Regions from separate parts of the Oryctolagus cuniculus genome. Here region 2 is linked to region 1. A link is a contact called in public Micro-C data. All regions are on one chromosome and are shown on one strand. Each heading gives the region's core, a stretch centred on a gene start, on an enhancer-like site or on the middle of the called end of the contact. The rest is flanking DNA. Distances are from core to core; before and after follow the strand shown. Region 1 has its middle 16 kb from the start of PAG1. Region 2 has its middle 150 kb from the start of PAG1.

Region 1 (2,700 bases), core at 196-2,695:
AATAAAAAGGCTCGTAAGCCAGTCCTGCAGCCGGCCAGTGGTGCTGTCAGAGAGCACTTGGTATTTCAGAAAGGCCCCTGGCGTGGACTCCTGGCACTGTGCGCTGATGGAAATGGCCGCCCTTGATTTCTCTGCCTGACGTCCCTTTAAGTGGCACCGCTACAGCAGGCTTTCCCATGAATTACTGAGGCTGCCATCTGTGGAGCCCGTTGAGAATGTAAGGTTCTTGCTGGGCAGCATTTGCCCAGGTGTGGAAAGTCCTGCATTTTTGCTTTAGGTGTTAGGAGGCACTGGCTGCTTTTGTTGAACAATGGAAGAGATCTGGGATGAAATCTAAAAATCTAAGAAATGACTGCATTGGGAAGGGAAACTGAGGCACAGGGTTTTTGTTTGTTTGTTTTTTGGTTCAGCCACACAGCAGTTTGGTAGGAAAGAACAGAACCTGAATCTGGTTTGTTGTTGTTGTTGTTGTTGTTGTTGTTTTTTAACACATTTTGTTTATTTAAAAGGCAGAGTTACAGAGAAAGGGAGTGACACAGAGAGAGAGACATCTTTCATTAGCTGGCTCACTCCCCAAATGACCACAACAATTAGGGCTGGGCCAGACCAAAGCTAGGAGCCTGGAACTCTGTCAGGATCTCCCATGTGGGTACAAAGGCATTAACAGGGAACTAGATTGGAAGTGGAGCAGCCGGGACTCAAACTGACACCCATTTGGGTGTTGGCCACTTCTGGCTGTTGACCCAGAAGGCAGCTTGACCTGCTTTGCCACACAGCGGCCCCCAGGGTCTGTGTTTTCACTGAGTGCTGTGTTAGTAGACTCTGGGTTGAGAAAGGGCTGCTTTGTGTTTCAGTCCCTGTGTGGGAATCCAAAGAGCTTCTGGGAGACAGAGCTCTATCCCTGTCTTCTCTTAAACTTGGAGGGAGTGACGACCATGTGCCAGTCCTGGGAACCCTTCAACCCTCACTGGAAGGAGCCTGAATACCGGCACTGTCACTACCACACCACAGTCCACAGCAGGCAGCCAGACAGCAGCTGGGGCCAGACACAAGGGCAGAATCCCGGCTGCACCCCAGACTGGCTGAGTCAGATCCCACACCCTCACAGGGTCCTCGGTCATCTGTAGTCACATTTGGGTTTGAGAGGCACTGTTCTAGGACAGTCTTGCCGCGTTTCAGGTGTGTCACCATCACCTGGAGTGTTTGTGTAAACAGAGTGCATCATCCCACGCTACAGTGTCTGGCTCACAAGCCTAGTGCAAGCTGCACAATTCTGCCTTTCCAACAAGTTCTCAGGGCCACCCCTTGAGAGGCCTCACTCTACCAAAGCCATGACGCAGGGAGCTGGGAGTCATACTTGGAGCATCTGCCTTCCCTGCCCTCTCCTGGCAGAAGCTGGTGAGGACACGTCCTGAGATCCCACACTGTTGGATACAAGCTCTGACTCTGACTTACTCTTAATCAAGCCAGTCAGTCTTGAGGTATCGCCCCAGCCCTAGGCAGTTCACAGTCACAGTGGTGAATAATAGGGATGTGGTTTGAGGATTCACATCCTAGTGTTGAAGAATCAAGAAGTATTTTATTATATTTATAACATAAATAATTATTTTTTAAAATATCTATGGACTACTTATTTGAAAAGCACACCAACAGAGAAAGGAGGAGAGACAGAAACAGAGGGATGTCAGCTGCTCCGCTTCTGGTCCAGCGCCCTGCTCACCCAAAAGGCCACAACAGACAGGGCTGGGCCTGGTAGAAGCCCAGAGCCTGGAACTCCATCCAGATCTCCCACATGGGTGCAGGAGCCCAAGCACTTGCGCCATCTTCCACTGCTGTCCCAGGCCATAGCAGAGAGCTGGATCAGAAGTGGAGCAGCCAGGTAAATCCCACTCTCCAATAAGGGATGCCATTGTTACAAGTGGCAGCTTACCCCACCACTGCACTACAATGCCAGCCCTGAAATAATTCTGGATATTTTTAAATATTAGATGAAGATCAAAGATAAGCATGATGGAGGAAGCACTAGGTAATGAGTTAATAAATTGAGTGACATTTTTTCCACTCCCTGGGTAGATTCCTAACTCTGTTCAATCAGCAGCCCTTGCAATGGAAGTCCACCTAACGCAGGGGAGACACAGCAGTTGGTAGACACATCAGACTCAGCTCTGGGTCCCAGTGTTACAGACCCGAACACCTCTGCTGACATCCCTGTTATGCGACTTAGACCGTCATGTGCTCTTCAGTTCTGCTTCTCCAGCCTGGAGGGTTTACTGTTCCCAGCATCAGCATCTTTTGATGTGCCGTCTCTGTGAAGCAGCGTGGTGGGGGCAAGGGCTTGGGTTGGGGATGGAGTGGAGCATTGGAGATCGGCCCCATCTAAGCAAGTGTTCAACTGAATCTGGTCTTTTAAGTGTAATGAGCCATGCGTATCATGGTAGGATTGAGGGGCACGTATGTCCAAGAGTACAGTTCTGAACTTCTCAGCAAAGAAGTCAAAGTTTGATTTTGGTTAAGTCTTTTATATTATGGAGAGAAGGGAGGGGGCTGGGTCACTGAGCCTCCGAAGTCACGTGAACAGACTGCAAAGCATTGCTTCACCAGTGTGACTGCAAATGGTGCTGGCGATAGACCCGTGTGGTCTCCCCACGCATGTCACAGTGCGGTGGACGGCCTGAAAGACTGCAGTCCCTTGGAAAGGAA
Region 2 (2,700 bases), core at 107-2,606, 140 kb before region 1:
TTTTTTTGAAACCAATTTTCAGAGCTACCACTGTGAGGTTCCAGTAAGGTGCTGAGTGAGAAACGCTGTCCCTTCCAGCTCAACATCTGTCCCCCAGCTCAACATCTGCAGGAAGCCACACCTGGCATTTCCCCAAAGCACCTTTTGAAGCTCTAGGTTGAGTCCCAAGTTTGTTTCCTCCAACAATGCCCTTTCCTGCGCATCGCCCTAACATCTCTTACTCCATCACTCTTCCCCTACCCCTTCTAAATGGCCTGCTTCCCCGTCAACTTTAAGCCCCCTTTAATGATCCGTGAAACCAGTGTTCAATACCGAGTGTGTGTCGAATGTTTCACACCGCTTACAACTTTCTTTCCCAGATAAGTAACGTGTAACAGGCGCAGAGAATCTGGACTGAAAGAAAGCACCAGTTGCTTTAGAATGCACGAGGCTTAGCGTCAGCTCTCCCGAGTTCCAGAAATGGCTGCGCTCTCTGTCATTGCACAAGTCCATCCCCACTCGGCCGGTGGCTGGACCTGAAGACTGGTCCAAACAAAGCTGCTATCAGATTGATCGTGAGCGCTCAGGACTCCTGGAATTCCAGAGCCCCACCGTGGCACAGTGGCTGAACCAGGGCCACAGTGGGTAGGTAGGGCCCAGGAATTTGGTCTGCAATTTTAAAAAGGCCTTCGCGTGATTCGCGAGCAGGGCACCAGTTCCGGTGCAGGTGGTAGACCAGCCACACTTTGAAGAAGCAAGGATGGGGCAGTCGGGACCTACTGCGTGGGCATCCTCCCAGAGCTTGTAGGAAAAGCTGGGTCTCGCCGGCCCCTCCCTGACCTACTGAATCCCGAGATCTGGGCTTAGGAAGCACTGCTGTAACTTGGTATCTCTGGACAAGCTTTACCACCTACTGATACCTGGGCTGATGCCAGCGGTCTGGCTTACTTATTCTAGGGTGCGGCCGGCGCAAAGGGCTCTCGTAAGCTCCCATGGTATTTTAATGGACTAAGGTCCATTGTCCCCCAAATCGCAGCCCTTTATGAATCAGCTATAACCTGAGTTCCACGGGCTTTTGTGGGCTCGCCTGGGATCTCAACGACTGCTTAGATAAACAGCGCTTCTGAAGAGACAATGGACTCTAGAGACAAACAAGTTCAACCACAGAGCTTCAGGTTTACAAAACCCCAGGCGGGAGACTTCCTGCACCTCGCCGCGAGCACGCCGAGCGCAGCACCCGCCGGGCCGCTCGGGGCGCCCCGCCCGACCCCGCCCGGCCCCGCCCGACTCGCGCCCTCCCCGCCCCTCCGGCCTCCCTCGTTCCCTCCCCCGTGACGTGCCGCAGCCGGCCGCGATCATGCGCACTCGCGCCCCGCGCCCCGCGCCGCCGCGCCGCCTCGGCGCCTGTCATTCTCCGCGGCGCGGCGGCGAGTGCGGACTGCGGTGCCCGGCCGCCGGCGCGCCCGCGATGTGACCGGCCGACTGGGGGCGGGCTGGCGGCACTGCCCGCAGCGGCTTTCCTCGTGCGCGGTTTCTAACTGAGCCAGGATTCCCTCGGAGCCGGAGACACGCACCCGGGGCTCGGAGCGCCGCAGTCCGGGGCCGGCGGCAGCTGCCGCACTCCGGTCCCTGCGGTCGGGTGCAGCCTCAGCCGCCGCCGCCGGGTGGTGCGCCCTGGCAAGTGCCCTAAGCCGGGCACGGCTGAGCCGAGGCGGCTGGTGCAGAGCCGCAGCGCCTTGGTCCTGCGCCCGCCGCCGCCGCCGGGCAGTGCGGGGTCAGCGGCGCAGCGCACAGCCAGTTTGCGGGGGCTGCCACGGAGCGACGTCCCACGAGGAGATTCCCCGTGACCCGCGTCCCGGTAAGTTGACTGCAGTTTGTGAAGTTGGAGGGAGCCTTGGGAAGGAGAGGATCGTTTTTATTATCAGCATCCCTGGGCTGGCCCCTCTTGTTAGCCTGGAGAGGGAGCGTTGGGTGCGAAGAAGGGGGACGAAAGAAGAGGCTGGAGTCCAAGACTGGCCAGCTCCAGTCTCTGACGCGGGTGGCAGTTGCAAAGGCGCTAGGAGAGGACAGGTGCTCCGGGGGCATTTGCAGTGCTGTGGACTGCACATCTGCAGCTCCTTGGCCCTGTGCGTAAGGAGGGGACAGAGGCAGAGGACGTGCGCAGGGTCTTGTCACCTCTAGCCCTAGTCCTCGAGGGAGGGACTCCCTTGTGCCGCTCCTGGAGGACCCTCTATGCCAAGGATCTTGGGGAATGGGAGCTAAGCCGTTGCTTCTTCGGCTTCCCGCGCATCCATCTCCCACTCTACTCTTGCGCTGGCAAAAGTTGCCAACGTTTCCATAATTGGAGCCCAGTCCTTTAGGGAAAAGGAGGTGGAATAAAAAGACGAAAAAAAAAAAAAAAAACTCCGCAGCTTATACGGCAATCCAGGGTTTTGTGCTCCAAAGCACATGAAATGAGAAAAACGTCCTGTGCGTGTGATTTTGTGCACTTGAAGCATGGGGACAGGTCTCAGAGGAATAGCATTCAGCTGATTAGACCTGGCTTTCCCCGGTAAGCGTCCTGCACCTCTTATGTAAGCCGCTCTGCGCTGGGCAACTTTGTGTCTGCAGTGGCTGCAGCTGCGGCTCCCCGTGCCGTTTGTTTAAAGTCCAGCTCGAACAGTATTTAATGAAAATGCTGACATGATATAGCGGCCTGCAGTCTGAAACAGAGTGCACTCC

Evidence for each region. A called contact is a pair of places that touch in the nucleus more often than the background predicts.
Region 2: a contact with region 1 is called in a Micro-C map of ear pinna, with 4 times the contacts expected there. The contact joins two enhancer-like sites. A contact is called at or near these places in 3 of 6 Hi-C or Micro-C datasets (ear pinna, skin fibroblasts and an unstated tissue).

Annotation. Positions count from the first base shown.
Region 1 is chr6:106,507,751-106,510,450 of mOryCun1.1, reverse strand. No RefSeq gene overlaps it. Among named protein-coding and RNA genes, the nearest start is that of PAG1, 16 kb to the right of the region's middle. Within about 2 kb of position 1,445, at least 1 of the 8 cell types and tissues checked has an H3K27ac peak or open chromatin away from gene starts, as enhancers often do.
Region 2 is chr6:106,643,722-106,646,421 of mOryCun1.1, reverse strand. No RefSeq gene overlaps it. Among named protein-coding and RNA genes, the nearest start is that of PAG1, 150 kb to the right of the region's middle. Within about 2 kb of position 1,356, at least 6 of the 8 cell types and tissues checked have an H3K27ac peak or open chromatin away from gene starts, as enhancers often do.